Linked DNA regions of Mus musculus: all the other regions are linked to region 1. Evidence: chromatin contacts called from public HiChIP or PLAC-seq data. All regions are on one chromosome and are shown on one strand. The core of a region is the stretch at or near the end of the contact, and the rest is flanking DNA. Distances in the headings are between cores, read along the strand shown. Region 1 overlaps Trak1 (trafficking protein, kinesin binding 1). Region 2 holds the start of Pomgnt2 (protein O-linked mannose beta 1,4-N-acetylglucosaminyltransferase 2). Region 3 overlaps Gm39458 (a long non-coding RNA gene). Region 4 has its middle 74 kb from the start of Gm39459.

What was found. HiChIP or PLAC-seq counts read pairs in DNA pulled down with a chosen protein or histone mark.
Region 2: a contact with region 1 is called in a FOXA1 HiChIP or PLAC-seq map of pancreatic cancer cells. The contact joins the promoter of Pomgnt2 here to the enhancer-like site in region 1. A contact is called at or near these places in 1 of 39 promoter capture datasets (pre-B cells), 1 of 484 Hi-C or Micro-C datasets (embryonic stem cells) and 1 of 115 datasets of contacts at active chromatin or transcription factors (pancreatic cancer cells).
Region 3: a contact with region 1 is called in an H3K27ac HiChIP or PLAC-seq map of embryonic stem cells, with 3 times the contacts expected there. The contact joins two enhancer-like sites. A contact is called at or near these places in 1 of 484 Hi-C or Micro-C datasets (embryonic stem cells) and 5 of 115 datasets of contacts at active chromatin or transcription factors (astrocytes, bone marrow-derived macrophages, embryonic stem cells and 1 more).
Region 4: an H3K27ac HiChIP or PLAC-seq map of embryonic stem cells shows a contact between it and region 1, with 2.5 times the contacts expected there. The contact joins two enhancer-like sites. A contact is called at or near these places in 2 of 115 datasets of contacts at active chromatin or transcription factors (embryonic stem cells and pancreatic cancer cells) and 1 of 9 other capture datasets (adipose tissue).

The regions. Positions count from the first base shown.
Region 1 is chr9:121,370,338-121,373,546 of GRCm38.p6, forward strand. All of the region lies in intron 1 of Trak1 (trafficking protein, kinesin binding 1), which reads left to right. Among named protein-coding and RNA genes, the nearest start is that of Trak1, 5.0 kb to the left of the region's middle. Within about 2 kb of position 1,349, at least 326 of the 459 cell types and tissues checked have an H3K27ac peak or open chromatin away from gene starts, as enhancers often do. A contact at or near this core is called in embryonic stem cells, pancreatic cancer cells and pre-B cells, where this site is marked.
Region 2 is chr9:121,994,683-121,997,988 of GRCm38.p6, forward strand. It overlaps Pomgnt2 (protein O-linked mannose beta 1,4-N-acetylglucosaminyltransferase 2), which reads right to left and starts at 1,344. Exons shown (of 2, transcript NM_153540.4): 1 at 1,194-1,344. It overlaps Gm39463 (a long non-coding RNA gene), which reads left to right and starts at 1,304. Exons shown (of 2, transcript XR_871388.3): 1 at 1,304-1,764.
Region 3 is chr9:120,678,572-120,681,680 of GRCm38.p6, forward strand. It overlaps Gm39458 (a long non-coding RNA gene), which reads left to right. Exons shown (of 3, transcript XR_871370.1): 2 at 1,878-1,979. Among named protein-coding and RNA genes, the nearest start is that of Gm39458, 4.7 kb to the left of the region's middle. Within about 2 kb of position 1,465, at least 45 of the 459 cell types and tissues checked have an H3K27ac peak or open chromatin away from gene starts, as enhancers often do. A contact at or near this core is called in embryonic stem cells, where this site is marked.
Region 4 is chr9:120,758,835-120,761,872 of GRCm38.p6, forward strand. No RefSeq gene overlaps it. Among named protein-coding and RNA genes, the nearest start is that of Gm39459, 74 kb to the right of the region's middle. Within about 2 kb of position 1,322, at least 66 of the 459 cell types and tissues checked have an H3K27ac peak or open chromatin away from gene starts, as enhancers often do. A contact at or near this core is called in embryonic stem cells, where this site is marked.

The DNA of each region.
Region 1 (3,209 bases), core at 99-2,598:
ATTCTTGCCTGTCTTCACAGAAATGTACACCCACTGCTTCCGCTAGAGCCAATCCCACTTTCTGAAGCTCTCCGTGAGGCGCCTCACGTAAAAAAGTGTGCAGCAGAAAAAGTGGAGTGAGTTCCTACTGCCGCAGAGTGACCCGTTAGTCCAGTGGTCCTCAACCTGTGGGTCTCCACCCCTTTGGCAACCCTCTATCTCCAAAAAATGTTTACACTACGATTCATAACAATAGCAAAGTTGTAGTTATGAAGTAGCAATGAAAATAATTTTGTGGGTGGAAGGTCATGACAACGGGAGGAACTGTGTTAAAGGAGCAGCATCAGGAAGGCTGAGAACCCCTGCTTTAGCTCTCCTCTCCGCAAGATGTCTCAGTGCACACTCTCCTTGTAATCATCTGTGTTACTTTGTAGCCTGTGTCAGTAAGTTACTTGTTGTCTCCCTAGCCACCAACTACGTCATTAATTCCCTCTCCATAGACTGCTGTGTGGGCTGCTAAGCTTTGCAGATCTGTTCTCCAGGATTGGGAAGATCTGTGCGTCCACCCAGCAATGTCTCTAATGTCTGAGAGGGATTGCCTGGAGTCGGACCTGAGTTTTGGTGGACTTTGATGGAGGTGTTGTATGAACATGTATTGTTCACATTATTATCAGTTCTGCCTGTAGCTCACACAGTGGGTTGCTTCCGTTTTTTCATGAAATACCTTTAAAGTCCCCTTCCTTTCTTTACCTCGTGTAAGACTGCTGAAGGGATTAAGCAAGGGCATACATAAGGCGCAGAATCCTTAGTAAGGCTTAGTATGCAGTCAGCGCTCACTTAGCTTCTTTATCGTTCCTGCCTCATGATTAACCAGTTCACTCTGTCGCCTGCTACAGCCTTTTGTCTAATTTGTCTGCCTGCCTCTTGTGTTTCTGTCATTTGTCTGCCTGTCCATTTGTCTGACTGGCTTGGAGAAAAACCCTGGTGGCTGCTGCTGGTCTGGAGGGAAGCCGAGGGAGGTAGAGGGAAGGAAGGGGCCTGGCTGGCAGAGCAGTTAAGACAGGTAGCCCTGCAGCCAGCCTCCATTTACAGACCCTTTCTCAGTTCCTGTCCCCCATGGTGACACCAGCCCCAGATCCCTCAACCAACTGCTTTGAATTCTCACTTGCAGATGTGTCTGGCCTTTGTCCTTCGTCAGCACACCTGTGACACTGAGAAATGTGTTAACCCCCACCCAACAGCTCGGTCCGTTTCACTTGCTGAGCTACACTGCTCTTTCCAGAGGCTGCCGCTCTTCCTATGAGCCCTGCTGGGAGCAGCTGCGCTGGCGGCGGTTCCCAGAGAGGCTGGGCGGGGCCGGGGCGGGGCTGGGCCCGGGGCCTGGGCGGGGCCGGGGCGGGGCTGGACAGAAGCTTCCTGAGCTGTTCTGGGAGCAGGATTTCCCCAGAGCGGCTCCCTCCCTTCCCTTCCCCCTCTCCCTTCTGTTCTCCTTGGCGTCCATCGGGTAAACTCTGGCAAACTCTTCTGGGTAGCCCCGCCTTTTAAAGGAGTATATGGACTGATCTTTCTTCACAGTGATTTTTAAGGGTTCTGTGAGCTCTTTATCTGATGTATGCGTGGACACCGGCTGACTGTCCTTCTGGGTTCTGGGTCCGTCCTGCATTATCTCAGCTCCTGCTGGGGCAGGCGTAGTCTGCGTTCCCAAGGGAGGGGCTGCACAGCTTTGTGATGAGCTTGGATCTAGAGCTTAAGGCTGGCTAGTCTGGACTGTTCATAGTGGTGGCTGTGGCCCTCCCATCCGCCCTAGGCCGGTGTCTACTTACCAGCCTGTTCCCCATCTCTAAAGCTGTCATGATGGTGACATCCTTGGGGTTCCCTTGGCATCTGTTAAGTGCCTGTCACTGTGCTGATGTGTAAAGTTGTGATGTGTCCTGTGATCAACGGTAGTGAAGGTTTCCTGTCTGGCCCAGCTCAGCACCCAGCCTCTGCGGCTCACTGCGCTTCACTGACTGTTGGTCAAAAAGCTCAGCAGGGATGGAGGGACAGAGCCTCCTTACCACAGGTGCCAGATGCTCTTTACATAAACGCAGCAGTGACCACCCCACCGGCCTTCTTATTTTTTTTGGCCCTGAGACTTCACAGACGGCTCAAACAGATGGGGTTGCAGGGCTGGCAGGGCTGTGAGCTATCACCCTGAGAGTGGCAGCAGCCGGCCCCCCCCCCCCCCCCCCCCGCACTGTTTACAGAGGGACCCTGGGCAGCTCCTGTTTCCAGCTCTTCTCTCTCCCTGCTCTTCCCCACCACCCCCAAGCTCCCCCTTCCCTCCCCTCCTTCCTGTCTCTGTTCCTCCTCCTCCTCCCCTCCTCCTTCCATCTACCCCATCTCCTCCTCCTCCTCCTCCTCCTCCTCTTCCTCCTCCTCCTCGGTCTCCTTTAGAAAAATGAGTGCAGGCCACAGCATCCCAGGACTCAGCCCCATTTTCAAGGAAGTCTGGGGACACTTGAGTTCATTCACTGAGAACTGCTCTCAGTTCTGTTTGTTGTTGTTGTTACTATTATTATTGTTGTTGTTATTATTGTCAATTTGACACAAACTGGAGTCATGTGGGGAGAAGAGTTGAGACTCCATCAGATTTTCCTGTGGACAACTCTGTGGGCATTTGCATGATTAATGATTGCAGAGGGAGGGCCTAGCCCATGACTGTGGTGTCGCCCCTGGACAGGTGATTCTGGATTGTGTAAGAAAGCAAACTGTGGGTTTATCTGCTCTTCTAGAGGATGTGGGTTCAACTCCAAGCACCACACATGGCAGCGAACAGTGGTCTCAAACTCCAGTTCTAGGGTATCTGACACCCACTTCTGTCCTCTGTGGGCGTAGAACCCTACACATAAACTAAAAACAGAAGAGAAAAGAAAGCAATCTGAACAAGCCGTGGCCAGCGAGCCAGGAGCAGTGCCCCCCCCGCAGCCTCTGTTTCATCTCCCGCCTCCAGGTTCCCGCTGTCAGTTCCCTTTGTGATGGCCAGTGCCGCGCCTGCACCATGCCTGCACCATGGACTGAAGCCATGCAAAGCCTCCCCTCCTGCAAGCCGCCTTTGGTCAGAGTTCTATCACAGCAGCTGGGGAAACAAATTAAAACCGGTTTTCCACAGACTTTTGGTTTTCGCCCAGTGAGAGCTCTGCGGATACCTTAGGGTGAATTCGACCCCAGGACCCATTGCAAACTGAGGC
Region 2 (3,306 bases), core at 94-2,593, 620 kb after region 1:
GAATGTTTGCTCAGCACGCAGGAGGCTTTGGATTCATCCTTAGCAAACAAACCAACCCTGACGGCCCTGACAGTCCAGCACACCAGGATGATGCTCCACCAGGGTGAATCCACTCACCAGCTCCCTCCCTTTCCAAGGCCCCCAGGGGCTCTCAGCTCTCACCTCTGAGGATAAAGTATCCAGTTCTCTTCTAACTCTGTCACCACTTGGAACTCGGATCCTTCATGTGAAAGGGCCGGCTGATCCTAAAAGCCTGAGAGCAGCTAGTCTGTGGAAAAGACAGGACCCGGAACCAGAACTCCAACCTTGTCTATAGAGTTGGTGGTCGTGCATGCTAACATTTGATGTGTTCAGAACCCAGACAGAAAGCTTTGCCAGCATTACCTCATGGAAGCCTCACAGCAATTCTTCAAAGAAGGTCTTTTTTCACTCTGTCTTACAGAGGATGAAGGAAGGGACCAGAGAAAGTGAATGAGTTACTTATGGGGACATGGCCGGTAAAGGAGCCAAGATTTTCCCAGTGCCTGGAACAGTCCACACATGGTAAATGAATTGTGCTAATATTCACATGTCCCATAAGCCTAAAACCATCTACACCAACAGGCTCGGGGCTGGTTGGCATAAGGTCAGAGGATACTGGCTGCTCACAACCTGCAGCGTGATTCTGGTGGAAGGTCCCAAACTTTTACCCCGGATTCCCACTAACGATGAGAAAACGGGTTCCTATAGGCAAGTCCATCAGGGTCGTCCGTCAGTAGCCGCCCCCACCCCCACCCCCCCGCCATTGTCAAGCAGACAAACTCCTAACTCCGACTGTCCGTCCATCCGGGTGGTTCTCTACGGAGCCCCAACTGCCTAAAGGTCAGCAACAGGCCGACCCAGGCACCGCTTCAAACGCAGCTGGCGCAGCCCAGGCCCCCACTGCTCATCTCTCCTTGCTCCACGCCACCTGTGCCAAATGTGCACCATTCTTTCCCAGGCACGAGCATGTGCGTCCCCGCGGTCAGAGGCAGTGAAGGCTCCAGCCGAACGGTCCAGTGCGCCATCGGGGGCCGGGCGGTTCAGGCCCACCCCTCCCACCTCGGCGCCTGCTGCAGGCGGCGTCTACCGCCCTGGGTCCGGCAAGCCCGCCGGCCTCCCCTGCAGTCCAGGGTCGGGCACCAAGCCCGGCCCGGCCCGGCCTAGCGCCTCACCTGAAGCCGGGCTCTGTGCCCCGTCCGCTCCGAGCCCGGGGCCCAGCTGCGCCACAGATGCCCGCGCTGCCCACCTGCCGACAGGGTGTCGCAGGTGTTCCTAGTGTGCTTGCCCTGCTGGCGAGCTCAAACTCCGGAACCCGGGCGCGTGCGCGGGCCTTGGGACCCGCCTCTCGGACCTCGGCCAGGATCACCTCTTCGGCTCACAGAATCCTGGGAATTGTAGTTTTCAAGCGAGCAGCATGCACGAGCCTGGGAAGACCAGAAGCTCTTCTTGGTGTTCTGTTTACCCAATTATGAGAGTTCTGATGATAAACTTAAATACAAGATACAGAAATCTTCATATGTAATCTGTTAGAGAAAAAATAATCCATACCTTGACATGCTTTTAAGACTCATAAAGAGACTATTGATGGCTCAGCAGTTAAAGTATTCACTGTAGATGAGCACAAAGACTGAACAGAGCTGTTCATGGTCATTACTGAAGGCTTCTGTGCTCAGTTAACTTCGGATCGTCTCCCCTCAAACCTGAGCCAATGGATCGCTCCTCCCTTACCAGGCTTCTTGTCAGGTATGTTATGTCTCTTTTATACTTTTTCTGGGAACTGCCATTTGGCTTTACAACCAAACTGATGGGGTGTTATCATGAGTGGGTGTCAGATGACAGTGTTGGAGCTCGGACTTGACATCAGGTGAATCTGACCAAAACGGCTGGATTTCTCACTTGGGAAATGGACATTGTGACACTTCTGACACGATGACCCAAATGTCATGTGGAACCTTGTCCTTTTGAGAACTGGGCTGGGGGTGGGGGTATATATTAAGGGACCCTCCTCACTCCTCCCCTCCCCCACCCCCACCCAACTGGCCCGGTTGGCCACAAAGCCTTCCCAGAACCTCAGACCTCAGTGGGCTTCACTCTCATGGTTGTTATTACAAACTCATCTAAAGTAGTCTCTGTCTCTCTGTCTGTCTCTCTCTGTCTGTCTCTCTGTCTCTCTCTGTCTGTCTCTCTGTCTGTCTGTCTGTCTGTCTGTCTCTCTCTCTCTCTCTCACACACACACACACATACACATACCTGTGAGAAGATCAAACAGAGTGCACTGAAGAACTGACACAGAGAGTCGGAACAATGCCACTGGCCACAAGGCAGATCATTTCTGGATTGGGCACCATTTGCCTGTACCATGAAGAAGGCCCTGTGGCTTCCTGCTTCCCCCAGCCCCTACCTGTGCTGCCTGGATTCTTCCTCTTTTCCTACCTCCCCCCATTTGGCTTTTGGTGTTTTAAAAAGCAACAATCTCTTTCTTGGCCTCAAGGGTTGCACTAGTCTGTGGAAGCTCCACATAACTGGCCCCCTGGCCCTTCAGGCCTCAACCTTTGTCCTATCTCAGAGGGTTCTTAGTTTCAGGCAATGTGTCTACCCTGGCTGGCTTGAGCAGAACAATGTGTGTGAAGGAACATTTAGTGACATGTGGGCTCATTAAGATGAGGAGGAACAGACTCTGCATCTAGGGTCTGCTCTGATGACAGTGTCCAAGCCATGTCCAAGAACTATGCCATGCTATCTGGAGATAAGGAGGTCAGCTTCCTCTGACACCATTCCCCATGCATAAGCCATCTCACAGAGTGCTCTTCCTTCATCTGAGTCACAGTGTGCACGTGCTTGGCAGAGCCTGTGTCTCAGAGAGACTCCTGTCTGTAAGGAGCCCTGAAAACTGAGTCCATGGCTCTTCATCTCCAAGGGGGCTCTGGGTGAGAGTAGAGCTATCCAGCCTGCTGCAGCTACTCACCAAGCAGATCACACCTCCAAAAGGCTCTTCCCTTCATAAAGGGGATTTTGTTGACAGGTTTGATACATGGCAGGTAGAATAAGCCTTTGGGGCAGTGTACTTGTTAGCCTGTGGGGAGGACCTGTCAAAATTAGGGAGTACTTCCAAATAAAGATGTTTCAGAGGCAAGAGAAAGAAAGGAGGGAAGGAGAGAGGGAGGGAGAACTGCTTTCTCTGGTCTATTGTTTTCAAATGGCTTTGACATTGACTGGCATCTACTTGTTGAAATTATTGAGCAAGCACCTGTACCCACTGAGCCACTCAGTCCTTCTTCCAGGAAC
Region 3 (3,109 bases), core at 215-2,714, 690 kb before region 1:
TTACTGAATGGAACTGGGAACTCACTCATTTCTGTTCTGTTTATTAATAGCATAATGCAAGGATACCGATGTCTTATTTGGTTTTAAAAGCTTTGGGGCCCATTCCACAAAAATTATATTATATAATTATTTATTTTCCTAACTGAAATTTGGATTTTTCTCTTTGACCCAGAGTTCTATAATATTTTATGATATTTATTTATTTATTTATTTATTTATTTGCTTGGCTATTTTTTAGAGAGGGTCTCACTCTATAGGCCTGGCTGTGCCAGAACTCTCTGTGTAGACCAGGCTGGCCTTTAACTCACTGAGATCTATCTGCCTCTGCCTCATGATTGCTGAGATTAACCATGCGCATCACCACACCCTGCTAGTTATATAGTATTTACATTTTTTTTCTGTGTGTTATAGTGAAATATAAGCTAGCCAGGGCTATATAATGAGGCTCTGTCTAAAAATAAATAAACTGTTTTTCAAAGAATATCAGTAAGAAAGTAAAAACAAGAACCAGGCATGGTGGCACAAACATCTAATCCCAGGAGGCAGAATTCAAGGCCAGCCTTGTCTTCATTATTAGCCACAGGAAAGCCAGAGTTACAGAGTCAGAACCTGCCTCATTCATAAAGACAAACAAACAAATAAGGGAATGTAAAATGAGGAAAAAAAATCTTTAAACATCACTCATTGTATGTAAATATCATATAAAAAGAGTTCTTATGGTTTAATAATAAAAGACAAGCCAACTTAAAAATGGTCAAGGAAGCTGGGTACGGTGGCTCACGCCAGTAATCTCAGCACTTGGGAGACTAAGGAAGGAGGAATCAGAATGTGAGGCCAACCTAGAGGACACAGTAAGTCTGAGACCAGCCGGGGCTCCATAATGAGAGCATGTCTCAAAACAAAGACAAAAATCAAAAGGGCACAGTAGCAGCAACAACAACAGACAGACCTTGATAGATATTGCTGTAACAAAGCAGACGTGGGAAGACGTTAGTCCTCATTGTTAGTCCAGGAAATGAAAAGGCACTGGGGCAGCTGCAAAGGGAAACAAACCCGAAGTAACAACAAAGGTGCATGCGCAAGGACTTTGCAGAAGTAGAAGGAGCTTTCAGTGCTGGCTGGAAGGAACAAAGTTAAAACCTGCTGGATAACTCTGTAGCTGCCAGCTGCCAGCTGCCACGGTTACTGGGTTCCTGAAAGGAAAGATGGGGTTGGATGGGAAAGGCATCGAGAGAAATAACAGGCCAAGTCAAAGTTCTCTGATCAAGGCCCAAGGTCTTCTCCTTATGAGTCTGAGCTTATAAAGGGGAGGGGGGGGGAGGGCGGAGGGCGGACGACCCATCCCCCACCATGCCAGGATTTCCAGGTCACACGGTCAGGATCTGTCAGCTGCTCAGAAGGTAGCTTCTAGCAGGAAGCTGCAGATGTGGCAGACAAAAGACTTTACCTAGTTCGGAAGACTCCACCCTCCACGAGCTAGCTACGCGGCAAACCTGGTCTGAACCAGCCTGCTCAAGGCTGTGGGGAGGGCACTGTAACTCAACCCCTCTTTGCCTTAAAAGGTTAAATACAATGTTGCCCTCTGATAGGAAGTTCCACTCCTGGTATACACACAAGACAAAGAAAAGTGAGTCCACATTAAAAAAAAAAAAAAAGTCCAACTGCAGAACTCAGCGTTATCTGTCAACATCTGTGCTTTTCTAGGTCAGTCCCAGGTCCTGAATAAAGATGCAGAGGTTTATTTAGTTATGAATTAACGCTTAGGCCTTCAGTTAGGCTCATTCCCCAACTAACTAATAACTCAAGTAACTATTCTATGTCTGCCATGTGGCTGGTTACCCCGCCTCAATTTCATATGTCCACTTTCCTCCGTCTAGGTGACGAATCCCTAAGACCCGACTCTGCCAGAATTCCTGTCTCTTCCTGGAAGTCCTGCCACTTCTCTACTCCCTCGCTGTAGGCCTTTTAGCTCTTCATGGGTAGGTGATGCTTTTACACGGTGCACAAGAGATGATCTCAACAATTATTCTTGACAGACAGTACAGGTGCCCACAAACTGACGAATGACAAGCAGTATAGCTATAACACGTACTACTTATTAATGACAAGCAGTATATCTGTAACACAGAAGAAAAGCAGGGGCCGAGGCAACTGTGAGCCACCTGACCCAAGAGCTCTGAGCAGAGCTGAACTCTGGCCCTTTGAGAGAACAGTAAGCACTCTTACCAAGGCTCCATCCCTCAGACCTTGCTTTTCTTCTGAGATGATAAAAGTGCTCTAAAATTAGATTATGGCAGCTGGACATGGTGGCGCATGCCTTTAATCCCAGCACTCGGGAGGCAGAGGTAGGCAGATTTCTGAGTTCGAGGCCAGCCTGGTCTACAAAGTGAGTTACAGGACAGCCAGGGCTACACAGAGAAACCCTGTCTCAAAAAAAAAAAAAAAAAAAAAAAAAAAAGAAAAGAAATTAGATTATGGCGATGGACACAACGCTGTGAGTGTAAAACCGGAAGTGTGTACTTTAAACAGATCAATTTTATGGTATGTAAATTATTTGTCTATGGAACTGTTTAAATAAAACCACCATACAAGGCCCCAGGGCTAATCCATAAAGATGTAAAGGCAGACTACAGTGCAGATGCTCACTGAGATACTGGGCTTACCTCGCTCACTCCAGCCTCCTGACTTGCCCAGTACAATAGATAGAGTCTAGGGGCTGTGAACCGTGAGTGGTGGTTGAAGATGCCACGCAGGGGGAAAGGCTGCTGCACGCACACAGAGAAAGTGTCGATTTGACACTAACTGTAGAGTCTCCTTCAGCCCGTTTTAGAGAACACCAGACAGATTTTGTATTTTGATCCTAATCTTTACTCCCACTGTCAAAATCAAGACTCTTCCTGCTGACCCTGCCGGGAAACCAGGAGAGTGAGCCGCAGGACAAGGTCCTCTGTAGCCACACTATGTGGAAGGGCCTCGGGCTGAATTGCTTGGACCCTGTGACCTAAGACATTTCTCACCCCACCCCCACCCTGTCGTGGTGAGGGTTTTGAGAGAAAGCTTTTCTTCTAATTGCCCATTTGTGCCTAATTGGCATGCACTCTCCTTAATT
Region 4 (3,038 bases), core at 72-2,571, 610 kb before region 1:
TGAGTCTACTCAGTGGTGTGCACCCGTGCATGGCTGGGGGCTATCCACTAGTAGCCAACAGTTAAAAAGCAGTGACCCTTCCTGTTACTGCAGACACCAACTGCCTATAGCCCCTCAGGGGCCTTGCCTTCTGACTCCATGCAGAAGTTTAACTGGCTTGATCTTGTGCAGGCCTTGGACAGGTAACAACATGAAACAGGGTCTCTCTCCGAACCTGAGATTGCCTTTTCAGTTAGACTGGCAAGCCAGAGAGCTCCAGGAACCCTCTGTCTCTGCCCTCCCAACCTGTTCTCCATAATGCTAAGCTTCCAGGTATATGTTCCCTAGGCTATATGGGATCTAAGAACCCAGGTAATCATGCTTGCTCAGTGACGATGCCATCTCCCTGGTCCCCAGGAAAAGGTCTTTCCTGTGTGGTAGAAACAGCATGGATTTTGGGATCATGTGAACCTTGGTTTAAATTCTAGTTTTGTGACCCTCCAGCACATGAACTTGGGTGAGAATGTTACTTTTGAATCTCTGCCTCATCCCCAAATGTATCTCTGTCACTTCATAAAACATCATGAAAATCTGGCTCTTACTGGAGGTCACCATATTCGGCCTTGATGCAACCATTTTGTTTAGATCCACCATTTTGAAAATGGTGGTCAATTAAATTCTCTCCACGCCTATGTCTGTGGAAAAAGCAATTGGATTTGGTTTTATTCATTTTGATGAGGCCTCAGAGCAATATTCTGGAAGTCCCCCAAGTAGCATGGACCATATCTTTTCCGTTCAGGAAAAAGATGGTATCCAAAGCTACACATTTAATCTACCTCTGCCTCATTGATGGATACCACCTATTGTGTACTTGAAATGAAGGGAAGGTTTTTTGCAAACACAGAGAGACTGGCAGACAGCTTACAGGATAAATCAGCTTGGATGGAACCAGAGGATTTCTGCTGCGGAGGCAACAGGCGATGGCAGTCTGCGTTGGTGCCCAGCCCAGAAAGTGGGGCTGAGACATAGCCCCATGTGCTCAGTTCCAAAGTGTTTGTCGCTCAGCACTGTGGGCACACTTCCTGCTGGCCAGCCCAGGAGAGACAGCTGCTCAAGGCCGCACACCAGGGGAACTTGTTTAGGAGGGATTTAGATGACAAAAGGAAGGCTGCCTCCAGGGTAGGGAGGAATAGGCACAGCTGCTGCTTAGTGTGGAGTCCCAGACAATAAAAGGGACAGGAGAACAGACAGATCACCTTCACTGGGTGACAGGCCTCTGGGTGGGGTTTCTGCACCCTGCCCCCACCCTAGGCTCCCAGCCAAAGAGGAAGAATAATGAGAAAGCACTCCTACCACACACAGCAGCCAGGCAAGATTCTCTTCCCCAAGGAAAAAGCAGGGGGACACATGCAGTTAAGGTCAGGGTCCTTGCAATCTGGTCATTCGGTCACGTCCTGTCTGAGCCACTTTCTAGGTGTGTGAGCATGAATAGGTAGTTTGCTTTTGTCAGCTTGACACAAACCTAGACACTTCTGGGGTGAAGGAATCTCTATTGAGGAAGTGCCTCTATCAGCTTGACCTGTGAACACGTCTGTTTGGCATTTTCTTGGTCACTAGTTGGTGTAGGTGGGCCTAGCCCACCATGGGTGGAACAATCCCTAGTCTGTTCCCTCGCAGCTTCTGCTTCAGTTCCTGCTTCCGGCTTCCTGCCTTGGCTTCCCTGGATGATGGAAGTTGTAAGGCAAATAAACCCCTTCCTCCCAAGAGGCTTTTTGTTTGTTTGTTTGTTTGTTTGTTTGTTTGTTTTTTCGAGACAGGGTTTCTCTGTATAGCCCTGGCTGTCCTGGAACTCACTTTGTAGACCAGGCTGGCCTCGAACTCAGAAATCCGCCTGCCTCTGCCTCCCGAGTACTGGGATTAAAGGCGTGCGCCACCACGCCAGGCTTCTTCTACTTCTTCTTTTTTTTTTTTTTTTAAATCAGAGCAGCAGAGAAGAAACTCAGACGGCTGAGTTATGTATCGTAGTTACTTTTACAGGGGATGATATACAAGTCGCCAACAATTAGCCAGTGGTGGAAGGGTTTATTCAGGTTCGTGGTTCCCAGAGTCCTGGGAAACCAGGTGATCATCTACCTCATCTGCTGTTTGGGGAATTGTATTTTATAACTGATCGTCACTAAAACTCAAAATACACAAATAGCACATTGTTAGGAACATGCACCTGTGTTTTGAAAACACAGAGTGGGATCTGATTTCGCAAGGACAACGAACACACAACCTGGTGTCATTCACAGTAAAATTTAAACAACAAGATTTATTGAAATAAGTTCTTAGGATTTTATTTTTCAGTATTATGTACATTTTAATCTAGATTTTACTTAAAAACAAAAATGTCTGATTTTAGGAGTGGTTATTACTGTTTCATGAGTAAGAACTGCCATGATAGGCTACTGAGCCACATTTTTCTTAAATATTTAATTTAAACTGAGGCTGTTTATAGATGATTATACAAGGCAACAAGACAGATGGAAGTTTGTCATTAAAAAATGATGGCATTTACGATGACATCATTGGATACTTAAAATTTTAATGCCACATGTTACAGTGATATCTAATAAAAGAGAAAACTACAGTAATCTGCTCAGATCAGCCATTGCATAAATGTGTGTATTAATTGCTTTGTTTTTGCCTTACTGAATCAAAGCCCTCATTTTATTAAGAGAAAAAGTAAAAAATATTAATATGAATTGTATTTGATAAAAACAACACTGATAGAAGCATCTTAAAACTTAAAAAAAGAATCAACTTTATGGGAGGGAAGAGACATGGTGGTGGAGGAGCATCCTCTCAGAGATGGGGGGGTAGGAAGAATGGGATGAAGAACTGTGGGAAGGAGGACTGGGAGTGGGAGTTGGACTGTAAATTAAAAGAAAGAGAGAGAGGCCTAGATTCAGGCATGGTGGGATATGCCAGGGAGAGAGGGGGAGAGAGGGAGAGAGAGAGAGAGAGAGAGAGAGAGAGAGAGAGAGAGAGAGAGAGAGAGAGAGGACGAGAGAACC